Linked DNA regions of Mus musculus: regions 2 and 3 are each linked to region 1. Evidence: chromatin contacts called from public Hi-C and promoter capture Hi-C data. All regions are on one chromosome and are shown on one strand. The core of a region is the stretch at or near the end of the contact, and the rest is flanking DNA. Distances in the headings are between cores, read along the strand shown.

Region 1 (3,015 bases), core at 406-2,905:
ATTTTTTGCTCCCATTTTACAGAGGGGGAAAACAGAGTGAGTTCAAGGTTTTACCACTAGATGGCAGAACTGGAATTTCACCCCCATGGCAGTGGTGGTGGGTTCTGGCTCTAAAATATGATCAAGCCACTGAGTCCAGGTGGGAGAGACATGACACTTTTTTTTTTTTTAGAAATGTGCTTCATTTTAGTTTGAAGAACCCTTTATTCTTGCCTGGACATTCCCGTCTGAGGCTGATGGGGGAGGTGCAAAGCCCCTTGAACAGAGAGTGGTGCATTCTGGTTTGTTGTTCAGGAAGACTGGCTGGCTGTAGGGTGAAGGCTGTCTGTATGCAGCCAGATGGGGGTTAGGGTTAGCTTGCTCTTATAATCGAGAAGAGAAGCTGGAAGGGAGCAGAGCTAATCTTTGTCAGGACCTCTCAGGGCAGTCAGGGAGCTGTGAAACCTGGGCTTTATTTCAATCTGGTTAGAGAAATGGATCTTTCTTCACGAAGGGACGGGCCTGGACCGGTGGAAATCAAGCACGAAGAGTTGTGTTCCACTTTTGGAGATAATCACGGGTCTCTTGCGGGGAAGGCAGCAGACACTTTGTTGGGTTGAAGTGAGTGTGTGTGATGCGATGTAGCTGTTACCATTTTCAGGGTGGCCTCTTGGACCACTATGGAAAGAGCTCTAGCACCTGATAGGCCTGCTTAGAGCTGACCTATACAATCCAGGCTTGGGCTCCCAGGAAATTGCTCCTTGGAGGTCTCTAGGATATCTGTGCTCACAGAACACTCCTCCATCTCCTCCATTCATAACTTTCCTCCTCCCAATATGGGACCAGGATTCCTGGGACTGCCCTCTCCTCCCCGGCCTCCGCCCCAGCGTTGTTAGGCCACAGAGAAGCTGCTCCTGTGTTCTTTAAGTTCAGACTGATTAGCCAAGATGCCCGGGTTCTGACCGCAGGTCACATGGACCATAGGGCCATAGGGGTAGTTTACTGGACCCTCGGGGGACCCACCTTAGGCTGCTTCGGTTCGCCTCCGTCAGAATTATCTCAGGCAGCCGCTGTGGAACTTGGGTGTCACCCGTAAGGAGATTTTTTTTTTCTTTTTGAAATAAATGAATACCTCTTCCCGTAGGTCGCAGCTCACTCTGTGGGCCGCACCTGGTGGTTCCCCAGGTTGCCCTTGATTTTGCGGCCTCCGGGAAACATTTCTCAAGGACTTTGGGTCATTTGGAGCTATTTTCCCTGCCTGCTTCATGGAGCTGTTGCGACAACTCAAGCCTAAGAACTAACACACGATAAGTGTGTAAGGCTTCTTTACTATCCAGGTGACCATTCAGGAGGGACTGAGGCTGCTGGAGCGCGCGGAGGTTCCCAGCGAGGACTTGCTGAGAAAAAGTTACTCTTTATCCCAGCCTCTGCTGGAGCCCACTGTGGCCGGGAAGCCAGTGTAGCTCCTGGGGGGGTGGGGGGTGGGGGTGGGGGTGGGGGTGGGGGTGGGGGTGGGGTGGGGTACTGACCACGAACCGCCCCTCTCATCTCTCTCCCATTGGCTTCCACCTGCCGGAGGGTCGGCTGCTACAGGCCTCTCGACCCGTCAGTCAGCCTCTCCGGGCCCCGCCCCTCCCCTCCCGGGGTTTATAACGGGAATTCCCATGGCCCGAGCTCCCGCATCCAACCTGCTGTCGCCGCGGCCACGCCGAGCGCAGCAGGCGCCACGCGCAGAGCACACGCTCGCACTCCAGCTCCGGGCCTCCGCCGTTCATGACCGTGACCCCGGGCGCAGGCTCCTCCAGCCCCTGCCGCTGGCTCTTCGGCCACTCCCAGCTGCTGCAAGGGTCCCCACCTCCCCAAGTGCTTTGAAGCTAGCCTGAGCCCCCCTGCCCGCTGCCCGCTCGTGGCTGCCCGGCTCCGCTGGCACCATGCTGCCCGCGCGCGTCCGTCTGCTCACGCCCCACTTGCTGCTCGTGTTGGTGCAGCTGTCCCCGGCCGGCGGCCACCGCACCACCGGCCCCAGGGTAAGTGCGTCTCCCAGCTGCGCGCGCCCACCTGCGCTTGGCCGCTCATCTACAGGAGGGGGAAGGGAGGTGTCAGACCTTGTCCTCGACTTTACCGTCTAGTCCCTTGCAGGCCTCTTGGAGAAGTTGCTGAAATAAAATTTCATTGCCCCCCTCCTTCCCCGCCTTTTCTTGTAGCACTGACTCCCCACGACCTGTCACCGGTGGGTTTTCTTTCTCGAACTTCTCCTGAGGTTTTTCTCCTGGGCCTCCTAGGTCGGTGGGATCTCGGCCTTGGCTGGAGCAGAGTTTCCCTATGTTGTCGCTGCACCAGTCCCTCGAGCTGGCTTTCTTGGCAGGCAGAGGGTGTGTGTGTGTGTGTGTGTGTGTGTGTAGAAGGGGCGGGGGGGGGCACTCTGCCTAGAGAGTTTTAGGTTACCCGCGAGCCACACAAGGACCTTGTGTTGTTGTTGTTTTAAAAAGCAATCGCTGCTCGTAAAACCCACAGCAGATAATTTTAATGCCCCCCTCCTGCTGGCCTGGCCCTGGAGGAGTGGCAGGGGTAGGGAGCCGTGGAGAAGTTCGGAAGAACTTCTCCCCTGGGTTGGATCGGTTGAACCTTGATCTGATTGGAGTTTCTGAACCACACGAAATGTGCCAATTCTGTGCACAGGACGGGTTGTCCAGGGCATTGTAAAAAAAACGGGAACCAGCAGCACCGTGCTCATTTCTGGTCTAGATTATTGTTCTCCCTGCTCCCTCCTAATGGTCTAATAAAGAATTTCACTGCCTTAAAAATGTATTTGTTAAACCACCTAGAGGTTCCTTTGGCAACACGTAAGGGAGGCAGTCTCTGGGCAAGGATCAGGGTCAGTAAGATCAGAAGCCGGACCTCTGGGTAGCAGCTTGCCCGCTCCCATTCTGCGAGAATCTCTCTGGGAAAATAGCAAGGATTTGACTTCTGAGCAAATGAAGTTGGCTTCTCCACCAAATTGTGCTTTCTTCCCTGGATATCCTCTGGCCCCATTTC
Region 2 (3,032 bases), core at 115-2,614, 78 kb after region 1:
GGGCAAGCTTCTCACCTGTGTTGCCTCAGACCGGGTCAGTGTGGCAGAGCAGACGGCTATGTGCTTGAAGGCAAGGGGCTGGAGTTCTATCTGTGGAAGATCTAAGTCCAGACAGGCAAATAAACTGTCATTCATAGCGTGTGTAATAAAAGTGTTCTGAAAAAAAAATAAAGAAAAATAAAGATAAAGAAAAGAAAGAGAAAAGAAAAGAGAAGAAAAAAAATATCTTGAGAGGAAGCCAGAGTTGTGAGAGATTGGGATGGGCACTGTCCTTACCTGTGAGAGTTGGGGAAGCCTCCTGAAAAAGATGGTGGCAGCCCAAACCCAGAGCAGGCTGAGAGCAGATGGTGGAGAAACACTTCAAATGGCTAGATGGGCAGAGGCAGTGGTAAACAAGCGGCACAGAAATGCCGTCACTGAGGCCCAGGGTCACATACGGCCATCCTGGAACACCCTTGACCTGTCCTAATGGCAGCTGGACACCTTTCAAGGGTTTTAATCAGGGATCCAGGGCTGACACTGGTATGCTGAGGTCGACTTGGAGGGTCGCAGTGCATGAGGGTTTATTGAAGGTGTCTGAGAATTCTGGTCCTAAAGGATTCTGCTTGACTTATTGTTTCCCACGCTGATTATTATCACCACACGTTTGGAACACAGGAAAAAATTTTCTTACTCACTCAGCTTGTATTTTGCTAGAGAGCAATGGGCAGAACAGATAGATTTGGGGTTTAATGCTATTGATTTGGCGATAGGTTTGGGGTTCAATGATATTACCTATTACATAAAACTTCCCCCACAGAACTTAGAGACTGTTTTTTTCTGGAGTTGAGCATTTGTAAGCAGCAGTTGTGGTAGCCATCCGTGTGTGGAGAGAGGGTGCATGGTTTTCAGGTTAAAGCTTTGATTTTCTCCCCATGGATTTAGGCTGTGAGGAGATCCTCACGCCACACAGTGTGACAGTGGTCCCGTCAGGGGTTCCGTCTCACAGGGTGGTTGTGGAGATTGACAGGATCCTACATTTGGAGCATCTTGTGGTCAGTTAACAGGACCTTACTATCTTTGGGATGCATACGGGAGGCCTTCCTTGGTTAAACATCTATCAGGCTCCCTCATCTCTAGGGTTTTATAACTTCAGATCTATTTGAGATTTACTAACTAAGGGGAAGCCAAGACTATAAGTCATGGGTCTCTCCCTATTTTTCTTGCAAAAATAACCTCTGTGTTATTTCACTTTTTTTCTTCCTTCCCAACGTAGTTCCTAATAAGTGACCGTGACCCTCCGTGCAACCCACACTGTCCCAGGACTCAGCCCAAGCCCATCTGCGCCTCTGACGGCAGGTCCTACGAGTCCATGTGTGAGTACCAGAGAGCCAAGTGCCGAGACCCAGCCCTGGCCGTGGTCCATCGAGGTCGATGCAAAGGTGAGTGTGTACGCTCAGGCGGGCAGAGGCTGCTGGGACTACAGCGCCACAAGGTGAAATCATCACTGGGGCTTGAATGCCTTTGCTCTTCTGCTCTTCTGTCTCTCTCCGCCTCCCATCAGGGTGTGAGGGAAGGAAGAATGGTAAGGAACACTTCCCTGATCTTCAGACACTGCCACCAGTGAGGAGCGAGGGGCTGAGGGGCAGTGTCTTGTATGCTTGTGGTGTTTTGTTTTTTTTTTCTCAAAACAGAGACACAGTACATTACTGCTGGCCCCGGGATAGGGATTCCAAACTGTTGGTTCACAGAAGTGTTTTGTTTGACCTGCTTTAAAGCGCGCAAAGTATTTGAGATAACATTTAAAAACTGGGAGATTCAACAATAACAAATCTGGCCTTTTGTTTCTCTCTTCCAAAATTGGCAGGTCTGGCACTGTCAGGTTTGTCAGTGCAAGACAGCGCACACAGTCAGCGCTGAGGAGTTCCAGCCACTACAAGGAGCTTGCTTTCTGCTCTACTTCCAACCTTCCTCCTGACTTCAGAGCACTGCGTGTGCAGCCCCTCAGTCACTGTCTGTGCTGCTTTCCCGAGTCCCGTAGAGTTTTGACCTTGTGGTCTGGAGCGATCATAGGAAGTGCAGGAAGCCAGCGGGCTACCACAGACATTTGATTTTCTCAAGAAAGCGCTAGCATTGCTATGTTGCCCAGGCTGATGACAGGCCTGCCATCAGAGCCTTCCTTAGTCCTGACATTAAAGATATGCACCATCACGCTCTCCTTGCAGTTCCTGGATTTATTAGTTTTAGTAAAGCTTGGAGAAGTTAATGGGAATGGGACTCACTTTCCCCATCCCATGAGTAAAGGGACATTTAGGAGAAAGAAAAGGAGAGCCTGGGCTAATAGGCTTCTCCTCTACTTCCCTAAGCGTTAAGAGGAAGGTAGCTCCAGCAGGTGTCTGTGGACATGGGCACCACACTCTTCCCACTGAACATGCAGGTGGCATGCTGCCTTGCCCCAGCCAGGTACAGGGCTTTTCTCAGCATTCCTGCCATGGGGCAGCCATTTTGGTCCCTGGCTTCTGTGTGGAACCCAAGGGAAATATACAATGTACTCCTCCCCCTGTTTAGATGCTGGCCAGAGCAAGTGTCGCCTGGAGAGGGCTCAGGCCTTGGAACAGGCCAAGAAGCCTCAGGAGGCTGTGTTTGTCCCAGAGTGTGGCGAGGATGGTTCCTTCACACAGGTGAGGTTTCACGTGGGCTTCTGGGGCGCTCGCTGGGCTGAGGCAGAAGGGAGGTGTCCAGAGAGCACCAGGGTCATTTGGCACCTTCATTTTGTGGGAAATGGCTGGGTGAGTGTCTCTTTATCCCCTCTGCACTGCCTTTCCCCTTCTGGGCCCTCTATGCCACTCCCTGCCAACTGGCAGTGGGCCCTGACAAGATGCATGGAGTCTGAGCCAGGAAACTGGCATGGCCGGGTCCTGGTCCTCCCTACTGGCTGTCTCTTCTGTCAAATGTGGGCTGATTATTTTCGCTCGTCCCTGCCAGTTTCCACAGGCAACCTCAGTATTCCCTTCTCTGTTTATTGCTACCCCTCCACAACCCCTCGCCATGTA
Region 3 (3,038 bases), core at 117-2,616, 100 kb before region 1:
GGTTTAGGGTAGAGGGTGGGGTGAAGAGCGCTGGGAGGAGCCACAGGTACTGCAAGAGCCTTCTCCCGGGTTTCTTTGAGACCTAACAAAGACAGGGTTTCACTCCCATAGTCCAGAATAGCCTTGATACTGCCTCATCCCTCTCAGATCTTTGAGTGCCAGGACTACAGGTGGAACCACCAAGCTAAGCCTCAGTGTCGTGATTCCGGCGTTTAAACGCTACAGACAAAAAAAAAAAAAAAAAAAAAAAAAAGTAAGCAAGGCTTCAATAACACTAGCCATCTGGATTCAGAAATGTGCTGGTCCCTTTAAGGTATCACGATAAAAATGACTGAGATGGGGGTCACAATATTGTCATCAGGTGGTTTTAATGTTGACTTTGATAAGTGAGTATTAGGTAGAAGAGGGGTCTGAGAAAACTGCAGAACATTAGAGGTGATGTCAGCGTCTGGTAGTTTGGATCTGTCTTGCTGATCTGTTTGACTTCACCTTTTCCTCTGAGAAGTCCCTATGTAACAGATAAATGGAAACAAAGTAAACGCTCACAACAGCTATGTGTTTGTTGTGGGAATCTCGGGATCACTGCATTGCCTTTGAAGCAAGAAAAGCACCTTGGCAACTCTCTAATCAGAAAGTCCCTGAGCTGGCAGGACCTGACAAAAATCTTGTCTTGCCAGACAGGTCTAGGGAGGACATTGAAATCTACTTTGTTTCCTCAGGTGTAAAGGAGGGTGGGGCTGCAGGTGTCCCCATGTCCTGGACTCCCAAGGCAGAACCTGGTGGGGGTGGGGCTTTATGGATGAGGTACGCGTAAGTGGCAGGGGGGTGGGGGGAGGCAAATGGCCACGGTCCAGTATTTGACATAGAATTTGCTTGGCTCCTTGCAGCTTAAACAGCTTGGCCATGGAAAACAATGAAGAGACCAGGAGAGACAACCCGACAATAAAAACGGTTAGATCAAGAAGGCTCCACAGTGCTTTCATTTAAGTGACCCAATGTGGCCTAGAAAACGGTCCCGCTTTTAAGTGACTGCAACCCAGGAAACAAAAGGGAAGAAATGCTCACCAGGAGCCTGGAGAAGTAATATTAATCTAAAGATAATACAGGGGCCAGTCATTGGGTTCATGACTCCAGGCCCCTGACCTACCATCCGTTGTTCATATTAGGAGTCAAGTGGTCTGATTTTTGTGATTTGATACTCAGCACAGCCTGCTGTTCACAAGATTGACCTTCCCCCATTAGCCAAGAGCTCAGCTCCTCTGCAAGCTCATGAGAAGGTCCTAGTGCTGGTGACTTGCTCAAAGCCTTCCTTTTGGCACTGTGCCAAGGTGGAACTGGTTCTCCAACCCTTGCTGAGATTCCCCCACAGCTCTACAGAGGCTGACGACAACAATACAAAGAGTTCACAGTGGTTCCTTCACACAGCTCAAAGTTCCGGAAGCTGGCCTGAATAGATTGGTGGCCACTGAGCATGCATATGGTTTTTATTTTTAAAGTAGTGTTATTTTTATTTACTCTGTGTGGAAGGGGAGAGAGAGAGAGACAGACAGAGAGAGAGAGAGAGACAGACAGACAGACACGCACACACACACAGAGAGAGAGAGAGAGAGAGAGAGAGAGAGAGAGAGAGAGTCCGTCAGATGTGTGCAGGTTTCTGAGGAGGTCAGAAGGATGTTGGGTCCCCTGGAGCTGAAGTTACTCCTGGTTGTGACTTCCAGCATGAATCCTGGGACTTGAACTCTGTTCCTCTGAAAGAGAAGGAAATGCTTTTACCTGCTAAGCCATCTCTCTAGTCCCTGACTGTGGTTTTATACTAGAAAGGTCACAGTCAAGAGTGACATCATTGGTTATTAATGTTTAAAGACCAATCTTTCCTTTTGGAGGGGAGGTAGGGTTGAGACAGGCTTATTCTGTATAGCACTGGCTGTCCTGGAACTCACTCTGTAGGCAGATTGGCCTCGAATTCACAGAGATCAACCTGTCTGAGCCTCCCAAGTGCTGAGATTAAAGGTGTTTGACACCCTTGCTCAGCTTTAATATCTGATTAACTTATTATTTAACTGTTCTTGAATGCTGTGTGATCCAATTGTTATTTGACTAAAATAAGATCCATCCTTTTGGTAAGGGGATGGCTGAAGAGATGGCTTAGCGTCTCTCCAGCCACTTTTCTCCTATCAATCACATGGGCTCCAGGAATGGAATCCAGGTCATGTTTGGTGGCAAATGCTTGTATCGATTCAATCATCTTTTTTTTTTTCGAGAGACAGGTTTCTCTGTGTAGCCCTGGCTGTCCTTGAACTCACTTTGTAGACCAGGCTGGCCTCAAAGTCAGAAATCCACCTGCCTCTGCCTCCCAAGTGCTGGGATTAAAGGCGTGCGCCACCACGCCCGGCCGATTCAATCATCTTTACCTCCAGACTTACCCTTTCTTTTTTTTTTTTTTTAAAGTTTTGTTTTTATCTATTTATTTATTTATTTATTTATATGAGCACATTGTAGCTGTCTTCAGACACACCAGAAGAGGGCGTCAGATTCTATTACAGATGGTTGTGAGCCACCATGTGGTTCCTGGGAATTGAACTCAGGACCTCTGGAAGAGCAGTCAGTGCTCTTAACCACTGAGCCATCTCTCCAGCCCCAGACTTGCCCTTTCTAACAGAACCTAGAACAGCGTTCTTAAGGGACTGTGTGGGTCTCCCTTTCCTCGGGGGGTTGTTGGATACCAGCACACAGGGCTAAGGGAGTGGAAGCACCAAGCAGGGTTCTTCAGAAGAAGGGAAGGGCTGAGCAGGACTTAAGTGCAGAATCAGGCCCCGCTTGCAGGAGGCTCTGTGCAGAGTCTTGGCCCAAATAAGGCCAGGCGCCTGTGCTCAGAGACGCTTTCCAAGTAAAATTAGGCAAATAAAGGGAAGCCCTACTGAGAATGGGAGTACTCCATTTTGCACGGAGTTTGGAGAGCTATTCAGGCATGGTGAACTGTGACCATAATAGTTGGGTTCTCCAACTGGACTGCAGCCAAGGCCTTATAACCTCTTGCC

The links. Hi-C and Micro-C count contacts between places; a contact is called where the count stands out from the background. Capture Hi-C pulls out chosen DNA fragments and counts their contacts.
Region 2: a Hi-C map of uterus shows a contact between it and region 1, with 8 times the contacts expected there. The contact joins the enhancer-like site here to the promoter of Smoc1 in region 1. A contact is called at or near these places in 5 of 39 promoter capture datasets (the HPC-7 cell line, epiblast stem cells, liver and 1 more), 17 of 484 Hi-C or Micro-C datasets (the HPC-7 cell line, beige adipocytes, brown adipocytes and 4 more), 10 of 115 datasets of contacts at active chromatin or transcription factors (the 230-238 cell line, the NIH/3T3 cell line, bone marrow-derived macrophages and 7 more) and 3 of 9 other capture datasets (adipose tissue, liver and pancreatic islet).
Region 3: a contact with region 1 is called in a promoter capture Hi-C map of liver. The contact joins the promoter of 1700052I22Rik here to the promoter of Smoc1 in region 1. A contact is called at or near these places in 1 of 484 Hi-C or Micro-C datasets (liver), 2 of 115 datasets of contacts at active chromatin or transcription factors (both in embryonic stem cells) and 1 of 9 other capture datasets (liver).

Annotation. Positions count from the first base shown.
Region 1 is chr12:81,025,153-81,028,167 of GRCm38.p6, forward strand. It overlaps Smoc1 (SPARC related modular calcium binding 1), which reads left to right and starts at 1,656. Exons shown (of 13, transcript NM_022316.2): 1 at 1,656-2,006. The coding sequence starts at 1,911.
Region 2 is chr12:81,103,352-81,106,383 of GRCm38.p6, forward strand. It overlaps Smoc1 (SPARC related modular calcium binding 1), which reads left to right. Exons shown (of 13, transcript NM_022316.2): 2 at 1,256-1,421; 3 at 2,548-2,660. It also overlaps the pseudogene Gm18031. Among named protein-coding and RNA genes, the nearest start is that of Mir3067, 61 kb to the right of the region's middle. Within about 2 kb of position 1,365, at least 11 of the 459 cell types and tissues checked have an H3K27ac peak or open chromatin away from gene starts, as enhancers often do. A contact at or near this core is called in uterus, where this site is marked.
Region 3 is chr12:80,923,081-80,926,118 of GRCm38.p6, forward strand. It overlaps 1700052I22Rik (RIKEN cDNA 1700052I22 gene), which reads right to left and starts at 1,367. Exons shown (of 2, transcript NR_033786.1): 1 at 1,148-1,367; 2 at 352-508.